Linked DNA regions of Sus scrofa: all the other regions are linked to region 5. The links are chromatin contacts, called in public Hi-C maps. All regions are on one chromosome and are shown on one strand. Each heading gives the region's core, a stretch centred on a gene start, on an enhancer-like site or on the middle of the called end of the contact. The rest is flanking DNA. Distances are from core to core; before and after follow the strand shown. Region 1 holds the start of GAS1 (growth arrest-specific protein 1). Region 2 has its middle 100 kb from the start of ZCCHC6. Region 3 overlaps LOC110255610 (a long non-coding RNA gene). Region 4 has its middle 16 kb from the start of ZCCHC6. Region 5 has its middle 230 kb from the start of GAS1.

Evidence for each region. A called contact is a pair of places that touch in the nucleus more often than the background predicts.
Region 1: a contact with region 5 is called in a Hi-C map of liver, with 2.7 times the contacts expected there. The contact joins the promoter of GAS1 here to the enhancer-like site in region 5. A contact is called at or near these places in 1 of 5 promoter capture datasets (liver), 2 of 47 Hi-C or Micro-C datasets (liver and skeletal muscle) and 1 of 2 datasets of contacts at active chromatin or transcription factors (skeletal muscle).
Region 2: a Hi-C map of liver shows a contact between it and region 5, with 5 times the contacts expected there. The contact joins two enhancer-like sites. A contact is called at or near these places in 1 of 5 promoter capture datasets (liver) and 5 of 47 Hi-C or Micro-C datasets (embryonic fibroblasts, liver and skeletal muscle).
Region 3: a contact with region 5 is called in a Hi-C map of liver, with 5 times the contacts expected there. The contact joins two enhancer-like sites. A contact is called at or near these places in 5 of 47 Hi-C or Micro-C datasets (liver and skeletal muscle) and 1 of 2 datasets of contacts at active chromatin or transcription factors (skeletal muscle).
Region 4: a contact with region 5 is called in a Hi-C map of liver, with 2.5 times the contacts expected there. The contact joins two enhancer-like sites. A contact is called at or near these places in 1 of 5 promoter capture datasets (liver) and 1 of 47 Hi-C or Micro-C datasets (liver).

Annotation. Positions count from the first base shown.
Region 1 is chr10:28,507,781-28,510,480 of Sscrofa11.1, reverse strand. It overlaps GAS1 (growth arrest-specific protein 1), which reads right to left and starts at 1,313. Exons shown (of 1, transcript XM_021064627.1): 1 at 1-1,313. The coding sequence starts at 1,220. The coding sequence ends at 171.
Region 2 is chr10:28,891,786-28,894,485 of Sscrofa11.1, reverse strand. No RefSeq gene overlaps it. Among named protein-coding and RNA genes, the nearest start is that of ZCCHC6, 100 kb to the left of the region's middle. Within about 2 kb of position 1,420, at least 5 of the 83 cell types and tissues checked have an H3K27ac peak or open chromatin away from gene starts, as enhancers often do. A contact at or near this core is called in liver, where this site is marked.
Region 3 is chr10:28,582,160-28,584,859 of Sscrofa11.1, reverse strand. The region is part of intron 1 of LOC110255610 (a long non-coding RNA gene); the gene reads right to left. Among named protein-coding and RNA genes, the nearest start is that of GAS1, 74 kb to the right of the region's middle. Within about 2 kb of position 1,254, at least 25 of the 83 cell types and tissues checked have an H3K27ac peak or open chromatin away from gene starts, as enhancers often do. A contact at or near this core is called in liver, where this site is marked.
Region 4 is chr10:28,978,384-28,981,100 of Sscrofa11.1, reverse strand. No RefSeq gene overlaps it. Among named protein-coding and RNA genes, the nearest start is that of ZCCHC6, 16 kb to the left of the region's middle. Within about 2 kb of position 1,425, at least 11 of the 83 cell types and tissues checked have an H3K27ac peak or open chromatin away from gene starts, as enhancers often do. A contact at or near this core is called in liver, where this site is marked.
Region 5 is chr10:28,742,441-28,745,140 of Sscrofa11.1, reverse strand. No RefSeq gene overlaps it. Among named protein-coding and RNA genes, the nearest start is that of GAS1, 230 kb to the right of the region's middle. Within about 2 kb of position 1,315, at least 2 of the 83 cell types and tissues checked have an H3K27ac peak or open chromatin away from gene starts, as enhancers often do. A contact at or near this core is called in liver, where this site is marked.

The DNA.
Region 1 (2,700 bases), core at 64-2,563, 230 kb after region 5:
TGCGGGACAGGGAGGATGTCCAAAAAGTCCTGCGCGGGAGAGGAGGCGGGGGTCGTGCAAGAGTCGGGTGGGTGGGGGAGCCCGACTAGGCAGAATCTACCTAGAGAGCGTCCCCAACCACCCACCCTGTCCCCGAGCCACAGGTGTCCCGGCGCCCGCCCTCCCGCGGGCTAAAAGAGCAGCGGGAGCAGCAGCAGCAGCAGCAGCAAGATGGAGGCAAGCTGGGTCCAGACGCCTCGGGGCGCCGAGCGGCAGCCGCCGCTGCTGCTCCTGCGCCCGGACCCGTAGGGCAGGTCGCCGCGGCCGCCTGCCGCAGCAGCGCCGCCGCCCGGGCGCGGCGGGTGCGGGACGCCGTCGTCGTCGTCCAGCGGCTGCTCCCCGCCCGCGCCCCCAGCGCGCTGTTCGTCGTCATACTCCTCATCGTAGTAGTCGTCCAGGCCCCCGTCCGAGCCGCTACTGCCCGGGCCGTTGCCCAGCTCGGCGCCGAAGCACAGGCGGGCCATGTTCTCCTTGACCGACTCGCAGATGGGCCGCTCCAGGCCGTCGCACACACAGTCATTGAGCAGCGCCGCCTTGGGCACGGCCAGCATATCCTCGATGACCGTGCGGCACTCGTCGGTGCAGCGCAGCCCGTTGAAGAGCTTGCCACAGTAAGTCAGGTAGCGACTGAGCGCCAGGTTGCAGCGGCTGTCGCGGTCGCAGCGCCGCCGGGCCTCGGTGCAGCCCATGACCCCGCCCGCGCCCGGGCCGCCCGCGCCGCCGCCGCTCGTCCGGGGCAGGCACGGCTCAATGGCGCGCTTGGTGGACTTGCAGTTCTCATCCTGCGCGCAATCACAGTCTTCCAAGGCGGGCCCGCGGCGCGTGTGGTTGAGCTGAATGAGGGCCGAGATGCAATGGCTCGGACAGCGCCAGCGCGACGAGAAGGAGGCGGCGGAGGCAGGGAAGGCGGCGGCTGCGGCGGTTCCCGGCGCGTCGCCCCCGCCGCGCTGCGCCAGCACCGGCGCGCACGCCTCGGCGTACTGGTTGTAGGCGTAGCTGCACTCCGGCTCCCCCTGGCACTGCAGCAGCGCCTGCCAGCAGATGAGGCGGCGGCCGTGCGCCAGCCCCGAGCTCCGCGGCGCCGAGCCCAGCAGCTGCAGCAGCGCCATCAGGCACAGCCAGGCGCCCGGCACGGTTCCCCCGCGGGCCCCGCCGCCGCCGCCCAGCAGCCCTGCCACCATCGCGGGCAGCGGCGGCCGCCGGGCGAGGAGCGGAAAGGAGACGAGGCGCGGGGAGCGTCGGACGCGGAGCCGGCGGAAAAGTTTGCCCCTGTCCTGCCAACTTCTTGCATGAGTGTTTTCATAAATCCATGCGCGCCGCCGGCTGGTGCCCCGCTGCTTGCAGAAGGTCGGCTCGCACTCGGGCTGCGGGGGCTTCCTAGAAGTGCACGGCCACTGAGGGCTCCTCCGGTCGGCCCCCGGCGGTGGCGGGAGGCGCTCACTGCCGTCCCGGGGGGCTGCGGGCCGCGGGGCCGCGGCGGGGCTGCGGGACCGCGCGGCGCCGCGGGTGCATTTTGCTCCGCGCCTGCAGATCCGTTGTGCGGCCGCGGCGGCTCCTTCCTCCCGGGCTCAGCGCCGCGCCGCCGCCGCCGCCGCCGCGGTCTCTCGCATCGCGCCGCTTCCTGGCTCGCGGCCGGGCGCTGCCCGCCTTCCCGCGGCCGGGCCGCCCGCGTCCCCTCCCCCTCCGCCCGCGGCGACCCCGGCCTCGGCCGAGCTCCGGGGAGCTCTTTCCGGGAGGCGCGAGGAGAACGAGAAACTTGGCGCGGCCAGAGAGCGGCTCCCGGGCTTGCCTCGGCGGCGGCTTCTCGGGTGACAAGGAGCCCGGGGAGCGGATCCGCTGAGCCGGGCTGCGGACTCGCTCGCAGCGAGGCTTTAAATACAAAAGTGGGCCGGGAGCCCCCGCGTGGTGCCGCGGTGCCCCCTCATTATGCATGCATGGAAAAGCAAACAAACAAAAACATTAGCAACGCTCCTCCGGCTCTCCGAGCTCCGGCCCCGCGCGCTCCGAGCCTGCCCGCTTTCTCCTTTCTCCACTCTCTTTCGCCCTTTGCTCGGCCCCCTTTCCCGGCTTTTCGAGATGCTATTGGTCCCGCCTGTTGTTGTTGAAACTTTTTTTTTTTTTTTTTTTTACGAGCCGCTGGAGTGGGGTTGCGGAGTGGGGGAGGGCGGGGAGGGTGGTGGGCAGCTCACATTCAGGCATTCAGGGCCTGAAAGGAACGGCTTAAGGAGCCTGACAGAGGCCCGGGAGCTCCTCCTACTCTTAAGGAGGCTCAGATATGGAGCCCTCTGCTCGCAGCACAGAACCAGCGGGCAGGGCTTGGGGGCAGCTGCTTGCATCCGGCTCGGCCATGGTCCTTTTTGTTTGGTTCATTATACTGTGTGAGTTTTTTTTTCTTGGGGGGGGGCACTTTTATTAATTCTCCCTGGTCCCAATCTGTGCTTTCTACTGGCTTCAGAGTTCAGTTTGTTTTTCGAGTTTCCCATCTTTGCCGATCATCAACGGGGGTGGGTGTGCCGGGACCGGGGGGTGGGGGGTGGGAGGGAACTCAGAATTTAATGTGGGACTTTGAAACTTGAAAAAATAAAATCCAAATGCACACAAGAGGCACACGCTTAATTAGGAGTACTGATGAGATATTTGCAACCCTCCCTCCACCCCTCC
Region 2 (2,700 bases), core at 171-2,670, 150 kb before region 5:
CCATCCAATTCTCAATGAACCCATCAAACGTGTATATATGTGTTTTCTTTTTCCTTTTTTTTTTTTTTTGGCCTCACCCACAGCATGTGGAAGTTCCCAGGCAAGGAACTGAATTCAAGCTGCAGCAGTGACAACACGGACTTCTTGACCCACTGAGCCATCAGGGAACTCCCCTTGTGTGTGTGTGCTTTTGTATTTACGTGTACTTGCGTAATAGGGAAAAACAAATCTAGTTCTATATTAGATCTGTTTCTTCTACTTTAACCTTTGTACTCTATTTTTTTTTTTACTAAACTTTAGACCTTGTATTCTATCGCTTTTTCTACAAGTTAAGAAAGTTGCTTTTAGCCTGAAATATACAGGATAGCCCATTCTTAAGGCTGTAACCTTTAAGGGTATAATTTTTTCCATTCACATGGAGATAAAAAGTTGCCGGAATACCCTGGTGGTTCAGCAGATTAAGGATCTGGCGTTGTCACTGCTGTAGCCAGGGTTGCTACTGTAGCACGGGTTCAGTCTCTGACCCTGGAACTTTGCATGCAGCTGGTGAGGCCAAAAAAAGAAAAGGAAAAAAAGAAGTTGCAGAACAGAGAATGACATTAGTCTTGTTGGAGGATGATTACAGGAACATCATGACCTGACCTGAGTGGACAGTTGCAAGAACAAAGGATTCCAACACTAAGGAGTCTGCAGCAACCAACCACACCCCCTCCCTTTTTTAGTATAAAAGAAGCCTGAATTCTGACTCAGGTAAGAAGATTCTCTAGAACATTAGTCCATCATCTTCTCAGACTCCCAGCTTTCTTAAGAAAGTCTTTTTCTTTGCCCCAACAACTCATCTCCAGATTTATTGGCTTGTCGTGGGGCAAGCAGAATGAACTTGGACCTAACACTAGTATATGTATATATGCCTACAGAATGTTATGGAAGATGCATATGGGTGTGTTGGATAGCTTTTCTTCATATATCTTATGGACATTTGAAAAAAATATTTTATTATTTTTGTAACTTGAAAAATTATCTAATAAAGAAAAAGGTTATTTCAAGATAATACTTTTTTTTTTTTCAATAAAGAAAAAAAAAAAAAACAAGGCAAGCTAATGTTTATCAAAGGCTGAGCGGCCCTTTACAACTCTGTACTCATGTACTCAAAAATCTGGTTAACTACTTCAGTGGGCATTAACTAAATATTAAGTTATTAGTGAGCTAAAAATGAAAGTGGTATTAAGGAGCTCCCTTTGGGCCAGACCCATCCTAGTTCTTAAGAGTTTTGGCCAGAAGGCTCAGCTGCAATAGCTTGTTCTAACACTGACCTCTTTCACAGAGGGGCTTATCTTCAGAAGCAAGGCCCAGCTGATAAAGTGCCTAGACAGGGTTTGTGGTTTTCTTGCCCAACACACCAGATTTCAAATTGGACTGTCATTGTGGCTTCCACGAAGAGTCTCAGGAGTTCTATAAACTCGAGGTTAAACTCTGGCCAGTACACAGAGACCTGGGAACAACCTTTTCAAATCAATCCTTTAAAAAATACTTTTTGCTTCAGTGGGAAGAAGAGCAGAAGGAGGAGGGGAGGAACCCGCAGCCTTATGGGGCTGTGGATATTTCATCACACCAAGTCATGATGCTGATTAGAGCATTGGACAGAAAGTTAATGATAGATTTTATTTTCCCACGACTTGGGGTTTGTCTGACAAGTCTGTGTTGGAATTCCAGACTCTCTTTTGCATCACCATCTGAAGTCCTGCTGATTGTTAGGAAGAGATGCTTGGGATTCAGAGAAGTGGGCAATGAGTAGCTCCCATTATCCAGACTTTTTGCCAATTGAAAGGAGCAGTGAACTAAAAGGCCTTCTCTACATTCTGCCTCAATGTCCCCCCCCCCCATTTTTCTTCCTCTTCAATTCACTGTCATATCACAAGGCAGTTATAGGTGTTGAATCAAAGTACATAAGTGCAACGGAATTTCATGTCATATGAGTATATCTTTCATTGGAGATTATAAATCTCTTAAGAGCCCCGATCTATAAAGTAGCCTAATCCAAAAAATTCATGGACACACTGGCTAATTACCACAAAGGCACAAGAGCACTGACTGGTGACAATTTCTGATATATTAGGCCACATGTAGCGTTCCCTTTTGATTTGTGATTTTTTTCTAAGCCAAGAATTGTATATAGATATGACAGGAGAGCAGAAATATTTCTGGACATACTGCTTCCCAGTCTTACTTAGAGAACATCTAATCTTTAGAAAGATTATGGATTAATTCAGACAAAGCAGAGCACTAGTTAATTTGGGAAACTCGTGTTCTTTGCATTTATGCTTACTTTTGGACAACCTCTTCTTCTTTTTTTTTCTTTTTAGGCCCATACCCACGGCATATGGAGGTTCCCAGGCTAGGGGTCGAATCGGAGCTGTAGCTGCTGGCCTACACCACAGCCACAGCAACATGGGATGGGAGTCAGGTCAGCAATCTACACCACAGCTCATGGCCATGCCAGATCCTTAACCCCCTGAGCAAGGCCAGGGATCGAACCCGAAACCTTAGGGTTCCTAGTCAGATTCGTTTCTGCTGCACCATGATGGGACCCTGGACAACCTCTTCTGAAGTAACTGCTAGGCTTGCCAAGACAAAAATCACCCATTTACAAAACATAAATAGATGCACAGACTTTGAAAACAAACTTATAGTTACCAAAGG
Region 3 (2,700 bases), core at 5-2,504, 160 kb after region 5:
AAAAAAAAAAAAAGAAGTTCTGGGTTCGGCAGGAAGCTCTGCTCATAGTCTTGTTTTGACCAAGCATTTACTCTCCATTGGAGCCCTTTGTATTTGCCTCAGGGATCAGGATTTGGGAAGCTAAAGCCAGGAAATCAACATTTATTTTTTTTTCTCAGCTTCAGCCCTGTCACATCAAGCCCTAGAGGCAATGAGAACAGAGCCTTAACTAAGCTCTTTGAACAGAGGACAAATAAGCCATTGCTTACTATTTCACAATTCTTATGATGCCACAGATTTCTGAAACATCTTGTTTGGAATATCAGCTACGGCCCATTAAGTAAAGTAACCTCAACTGTGACACACCTGTTACTGAGCCAAGGCTCTTTTTTTTTTTTTTTTTTTTTTTTTTGTCTTTTCTAGGGCCGCACTCATGGCATATGGAGGTTCCCAGGCTAGGGGTCTAATCAGAGCTGTAGCCGCCAGCCTACACCACAGCCACAGCAACGCCAGATCTGAGCTACTTCTGCAACCTATACCACAGCTCACAGCAATGCTGGATCCTCAACCCACTGAGCAAGGCCAGGGGTCGAACCCAAAACCTCATGGTTTAGTCAGATTCGTTAATCACCGAGCCACGACGGGAACTCCAAACCTAACCATTTTAGAAGTATTTTGTTTTTATTTTCTCTCTGAAGTGGTTAGCCAAGATAGGACTTCATTTCCCTCTCTTTTGCAAGGCTTTGCAAGAAGGACCACTTACCATCAATTTTGCTTTTTATTCAATGGATTTTGCACTTTCCCTTCAAGCTCTGTTTCGGCTAAAGTCAAAGTATTCAACATTTTCTAGAAGATGCTATCATGGGTTGTTAGCAGGCAGAAGTTAATGCCGCTGTGGTTCTATATTTTCTTCATGGGGTGATAGAAATTTCACCAGTTCTTTGAGGAACACTGAAAATTTGGCTTTACACTTGGGGCCTCTGTCACCCAATACTTTAAATAATCTTCCAAATGTCAGCTGTAATGCTATCTCTCCCTGCTGAGACAAAGGTGGGCCTAAAATGAGCTAGAAAACGACAGCTGGATCGATCAGGCGTTCTTCAAGGAAGATGCCAGAAAATCTTGATTAATACCATCGTTCCCTCTGGAATTAATTTTCAGTTCTCCTATCAGGTGTGTTGATAGAAAGCGGTCAGACAGTTCTAGTCATTGCTTCGGATTCCGGTGCTGTCCTTCATCAGGGCCTCTAATGAAGTCTGAGCTGTAGCCTGGGGTTGATGCCAGACTGGAATGCAGGGAGGCTGAAAGCTGACACCAGTTCAACCAAGCAAAGGGCCTTGGCTAAGGTTGTCTCCATGACAACCTGAGTGTTTTCCTGGTGATGCATTTACACAACAGGGTTAAAGTTCTGTGAAAGCAACAGCTGTTGTAAAAACAGTATATTAAATATGTTTAGGACTGTAAAATGGGCATTCTTTATTGTGGCATTTCATTTGAGGAAATTCTGCAAATGCACAATGGATTTTAAAACAGAATTGCTAAGTGGCAGGATATTTCTTTGGTCAAATCTCTATTTTATTCTTGTTTCTGAAAGGGAGCAGGAGAACATTTCTGATGATCTTTTTTTCCCCTGTCATTTATTTCTTGTAAAATTATCTTCTCACATCAAAGTATTCAACCTACAACCTCGGATCCCTTCATACTGGCCAGTATGTTTGCAATAAGTCACCTGGCAAATAACTTTGGAGAAGGAAAGCAATCTATGAGCCCTGTAACTGAAATCATTTGTCATGCTTCTTATTGGGGTTTGTTCTTTTCTACTCACAAGCTTTCAGTTTTTCATGCTGACTGATCATTCGGACAGGTATTCGAAAAACAAAACAAAGAATTTTCCAACAGTCCGAGAAAGACATTGATTTTTTTACAATAGAAACTTCTTTGTCTGCTTCTGGCAAATCTTATGCCCCCAGGTTGATGAGACGGACGATACCCAGATTTGCAAGAGGGAAACCGAACGTAATTCAGAATTCTGCCAGTTGGTGAGCAACTCTGTGGCATTATGAACAGAGTGACCCCACCATCCAGTTGTCATGGACATCTGGAGTTCACTGTTAAAATCAATAACATCTTGGCAGACCAGGACTGGTTGGTCACTCCCACCTTCAAAAACATTGGGCAACATCTGTTAGTATGCCAGACTCTGTACTAAGGGAATGGGATCCAGAGTCAAATAGTCCTCACTCTGTTCCCATCTCCCCCGGTTATTTAGTGAAAAAATGTAGTGAATAAATTTTGGCTGTCTACCTGAGTATGTGCATATCTATAATAAGAGGTGATAAAAGGCGTGCCTTCCTTTCCGGGGTGTTGTGAGCCAAGGCACGAGGGCATGGCAGGACCCCTTTCTGCCCCAGGTTGCCATCTTGGTTGGGCTGGAGTGGCCATTTGCCGGGGGCCTCCTGTTTTCCTCCTCTCCTGGCACTGAGTGGCCAGCATTGGCCAGGCAAGCCCATTCAAGAGGTGCCCCTCCTGGAGCCTAGAGGTGGAAAACGCAAGAGTCCATCCACCTTGGCCCCATCATGTCAGATCCAGAAAAACCAATTACATGGCATTTTACCCTTGCTTCTTTCCATTCGGAGACTGAGCTGAGAAAAAAAAAAAAATTTGTTTACATCCGTGGACTTTCTAAGCCTCAGAGAATATTGGCTGTGAATATTTTTCTAA
Region 4 (2,717 bases), core at 176-2,675, 240 kb before region 5:
TTTTCCTAGGATCTCTTCACACAAAAGGCAATATTCCTGAATTTGTATTGGTCCAGGCATTCGAGAATCAAGGTCAGAAACCTGTATAGGTTTTTAAGGTTATTTATTTCCTTCTTCCCTTAGAACACACAGACACAGACACGCATATGTTGCTTTTGCAGTCATTTTTATTTTTTGTTTTTTTGCTTTTTAGGGCCGCACCCATGGCATATGGAAGTGCCCAGGCTAGAGATTGAATTGGAGCTGCAGCTGCCGGCCTACGCCACAGACACAGCAACACGGGATCCGAGCTGCATCTGTGACCTACACCACAGCTCATGGCAACGCCAGATCCGTGACCCACTGCATGTGGCCAGGGATCGAACCCGAAACCTCATGGTTCCTAGTCAGATTCATTTCCTCTGTGCCACAACGGGAACTCCATAGTCATTTTTTAAAAAAATAGACTTAAATGTTCTCAGTTGCAGGTAGTCGGTTAAGATGCCTTCAAAATGTGCTGCATGTAGGTGCGAGTGGGTGGGGGTGAGTTGCAGTCTCAAGACCTAGCGCACTGTGGACCCGCTCAGGAGCCTGCTTCCAGATCACAGGTTTGTGCAACAAGAGGGCTAATGCCGACATCTTCCTTTCTGGAGAAATGGAATGACTCAGAATCCAGATGTTTCGCCTAGCCCTGCATTTGTAATTAAGAGCTGACGGTGGCAGTTCCCAGGGAGTCTTTGAATCATCTCTTCTTATATTTGCTCTTTTTAGAACAATCTAGGACATGTCAGCTGAAAAAAAAAAAAAAAAAGTTGCTTGCCAAGAGAGAATGACTTTTTATGTGGGGGTGGGGACACCGAGTTCTTTTTCCCCCTCTCTGCAGGGGAACACAGTGGAGAGAATGAGCTAATGATTCTCAGAGAAATAAGTGCGTGCTCATGAACTCAGATACCTGGAGAACTTCATGAAATGTAGGCCGTTTCATGTAACTTTTCCCTTTAGTCCTGGCGTGTATACAATGATGAAGAGACGATCATTTCACTTTAATGAACAAATGCTAGCACAAAAGAGCTGAACCAGAGAAACCTGAATTTGCGGGCAGCCGCATGAAGTAAAAATAAACTCGCTACCTATTGTGAAATCATTTTGGGTGCAGTGTGCCCCAGGACGGTGTCACTCCTGGTTCTTCTTTTTCCCATCCACGTAAGAGTGTCCTCGTCCAAGCCAACTCTGGATTTAGATAAACAGATGATTTATTTAGATAAATCAGATGAGGTCCTAGATCACCCTGGCGCAGGAGAAAAGACCTTATTTCTTCACTTGTCAAATACTTACCTGTCCAGCACATTCTGTAAGGCACTAAATCCTGGTTTCCACGCCTATCTTTTATTACTTTCATTTCCTGAGATTCTGAGAGGGCTGGTGGAAGCAGAAGCAATGGTCTTAGTAGTGCAGAATTTTGGAGCACAATGTACTTCCTCCTCAAATGTTCCTCAAATGTCGCTTCGTCAGCTAGTGATAATTAGGAAATTGTCATCATTGCAACAAAATGAAAAACCAAGTAAAAAGAAAGTGAATTTTGCGTAAAGCGAAATGTATTTCCCAAAAGGATATCTGTCCTACTTTTCTAATTTGGGGGGCGTAAAGCCTTTATCCTTTTCTTTGCTGCCCTCCTTTCTTGTGACGGAAACTGGAATGTCACTCCAAAATATGTCTCCCTGACAGAAAAATTTATTTTGAGCTGAAAGCAATTGAGAAGCCGCAGATGTCGGAAAAGCTCCCTCTTTGCTGCTTAAAGAGAGGGTATGAATTCTCCTGCTGGCAATAGGCTTTTAGTGGCCCAGAGACATCAGAGGGATCTGCGAACAAACCTCACTCCTTTAATGTCCTCCCATATAGTTACCTTCCAACTGTCTGCCGCTCTTGGAAGGCTAAAACTGCTTTCCTTTGTCCTACCATTTCCCTAGAGATTTTTCTTTTTTCTTTTTTCTTTTTTTTTTTTTTTTTGGTCGAAGTTGCTATATAAGCTAGGGTTCTAAGCCACTGCTTTGAGTTCCTCTTCATTTTGGAGTTCCTGTCGTGGCGCAGTGGAAATGAATCCAACTAGGAACCATGAGGTTGCAGGTTCGATCCCTGGCCTCTCTCAGTGGGTTAAGGATCTGGTGTTGCTCTGAGTGTGGTGAAGGCCGGCAGCTGTAGCTCTGATTAGACCCCTAGCCTAGGAACCTCCATATGCCGTGAATGTGGCCCTGAAAAGCAAGAAAAAAAAAAAAAGTTCCTCTTCATTTAGATTTCTCCTGACTGATGCGAGTTGCATGCTTTATTTTTTGTTGTTGTCATGAAGAACTCCAGCTGAAAACCTAAGATGATATAGTTTTGCTTCTCTTGCACCTGTCAGAGGAGAAAAGGTTCAAGAAACTGAGACCCAGATGGGGATCAAAGTGTCCCTTTGGTCTTGGGCTGGGCAAGGGCTCAGTAACATCCTAAATCCAGGCCAAAGGGCAGCCTTCTCTTCCCTCCTTTGCTACTGAATTCAGCCAGGTCTATCCCACAGGGCTGATCTGAGTGACACCCAGTCACAGGTAGAGGAGGTGGAGCAGAGACAGAATTATAGATTGCTAGAGTGGGCCAGGCTTAGCCAGCTTAACTCTGCCAAGGTGCCATGAACTCTCACCCAGACTTTGCCCACCGGTGAGCCATGCCCTGTGAATGTCAGCTTATTGATCAGATTAGGTGCG
Region 5 (2,700 bases), core at 66-2,565:
CCCACGGTCGCACACTGGGGTCTCCGATTTACAAATTTTTCCTTGGTCAAAAGAGAGAATGTCTAACAAGCCTAGAGTATGCTCAGCAACCATATGAAATTCCTCATAAATCATTTATAGGAAGAAAAGTAAACATGCCTGTCTCTTTGTGTTTTAGTTCCTTGGCAGAGAGCTCTGTTTCAGCTGGCCTCGTGTCAACCTAGGTGTTTTCCCCCAAACACTCAAGTTCCTCCTGCTCATGTGATCTTTTATGTAAATTTTTTTTTTTTTTTTGGAAAGGCATACCTGATTCTCTGTCTTCTGTACATGGACAGTTTCAAAATGTGCTCTGCCTTCACTGGCAGTGTGATGACCTAGTGTTATAAACATAGAATAAACACGTGCCGTATTAACCTAGAAAGAGCCTTTCAGGAACACGTTTTCAAGGAATCATGGGCCCATTTTCAAAGATTTGTTCCAGCTCTCCTGACACAATATCATATGGTTAAGAGCAGGAGTTGGCAGACATCAGCAGTGCTTGCTTTTGTATGGCTCGTGAGCTAAGAATGGTTTTTTTAACATTATAAAATTATCATAAGAGACAGCAGAAGAAAAGAATGTAATGATCTGTGAATTATAAAGAATTCACATTTCAGCCTCCGTAAATAAAGGTTTGTGGGTTTTTTCCTTTGCTTTTTAGGGCTATACCCATGGCATATGGAGGCTCCCAGTCTAGGGATTGAATTGGAGCTATAGCTGCTGGCCTACGCCGAAGCCACAGCCACAATAGATCTGAACCACATCTGTGACTTACACCACAGCTTATGACAACACTGGATCCTTAACCTACTGAGCGAGGCCAGGAATCAAACCCACATCCTCACAGAGACTACATCAGGTTCTTAACCCACTGAGCCACAATGAGAACTCGAGTAATGCTTTCTTTTTTTTTTTTTCTTTTTCTTCTTCTTTTTTTTTTTTTTTTTTTTTTTTTTTGTATTTTTAGGGCCATACCCACAGCATATGGCATTTCCCAGGCTAGGGGTCAAATTGGAGCTGTAGCCACTGGCCTATGCCACAGCCACAGCAACATGGGATCTGAGCCATGTCTGTGACCTACACCATAGCTCATGGCAATGCCAGATCCTTAACCCACCAAGTGAGGCCAGGGATCAAGCCCACATCCTCACAGATACTAGTTGGGTTCATTTGGGCTGAGCCGCAACAGGAACTCCTCCATAAATAAATTTTTATGGAGGTCACAGCCATGCCTATTTGCTCTGTCTTATCTCCAGTTGCCTGTGCCTCCATGGACAGAGCAGAGTCCAGGGGCAGATGTTGCCCTTTTGGCCTGCAAAGCCCTTTACTGGAAGTTTGCTGTACCCTGGTTTAGAGCATGGGCTCTGGCTCAGAAGTTCTCAGCTCCCAATTTTGGCGTTGCCCCTTATAGTGTGAAATCTGGAAGTTTGTCTTGTTGATAAAATATTCTATTGTCTGTAGACTACTGTCTACTTCATTGTTTTCTTGTGAGAATTAAGTGGGCTTCCCCAGGTTCTCTATTCCCTCTATTTAATCCATCCATCCATCCATCCATCCATCCATCCATCCATCAATCGATCAAATTAAAAAAACTTCACTCCCTCTAGATGTCACTATTTCAGTTGGAAGTATTGCTCTTCTTCCCAATCAAGGCCCAAAAGTTCAAATAAGAGACTTTGCAAGGTTACGGATTGACCTGGTATTTAGACTCTGTGAACAACAGTCTCAATCTTTGGGGCTTGGTTTTCCATCAACGCAACAGGAAGATGATAAGAAGCACTTTTCCTACTCACAGAAAAGCCATGCATGTCCTTCTGTGTCTGGATGGAGGAATTCTGGGTGTGAACCTATGTTTTGTAGCTTTAATTCTTCTTGAGCATTCAGAAGCAACCCTATAGGCCTATGGCTTTTGTGTTCCTCATTTCGGGTGGCAACTTCCCAGTTCCCAAGGCTTCACCTGCTGTAGGTGTGCCATCTGGGTGACCTTGGGCACTGGTTAGATCAGGTTTGTGAGGGCTTGAATGAACTGATCTCAACCCTCTGCCATCACAAGTGGGCATCTCACCCCCTTGTGCCCATCTTAGCACCATAACCATGCTTCTTTCGTCATGAGCTTTGGTACTAGGGTGTCAGTTGTGGCGATTTGCTCCAACACAACAGAAATTCTTGGAAGGAAGCTGGTTGGCAAATTAAATTGTAGGAAGCAAAGAAGGGGGGAATGTAATTGTAATGTATACATGTAAGGATAACTTGACCCCCTTGCTGTACAGTGGGAAAAAAAAATTGTAGGAAGAAATACAGAACCCCCCCTCCCCCCAGCCCTCAAGAAGGAGCTGCTGAAGTTGTGTGGATGTCAGGGCACAGAACTCTTTAAGCTGTTGCTGTTAGGTGCCTCACCCCCTTCACTGTCTTCTCTGTGACTTGGCATAAAAGTCAGGATCTGGGAAAGCGAATCTGATGAGCCACTTGGGTGGTTGGGAGGGAGGGTCTTGTCATTGAAATCCCTCCAGAATAGCATTGGTCCAGTAGGACCGTCTCACTGCTCCCTTAAATTTTTTTGGTAGTGATGGTGGATGGGGTGGGTTGGAGGGGAGATAGTACTGAAATTTTCTCTAAATCTCAGTTTCCAAAGCTATAAAATTCTGACCATACTCATTTTTCCTTGGTGTAAAGATTAATGAA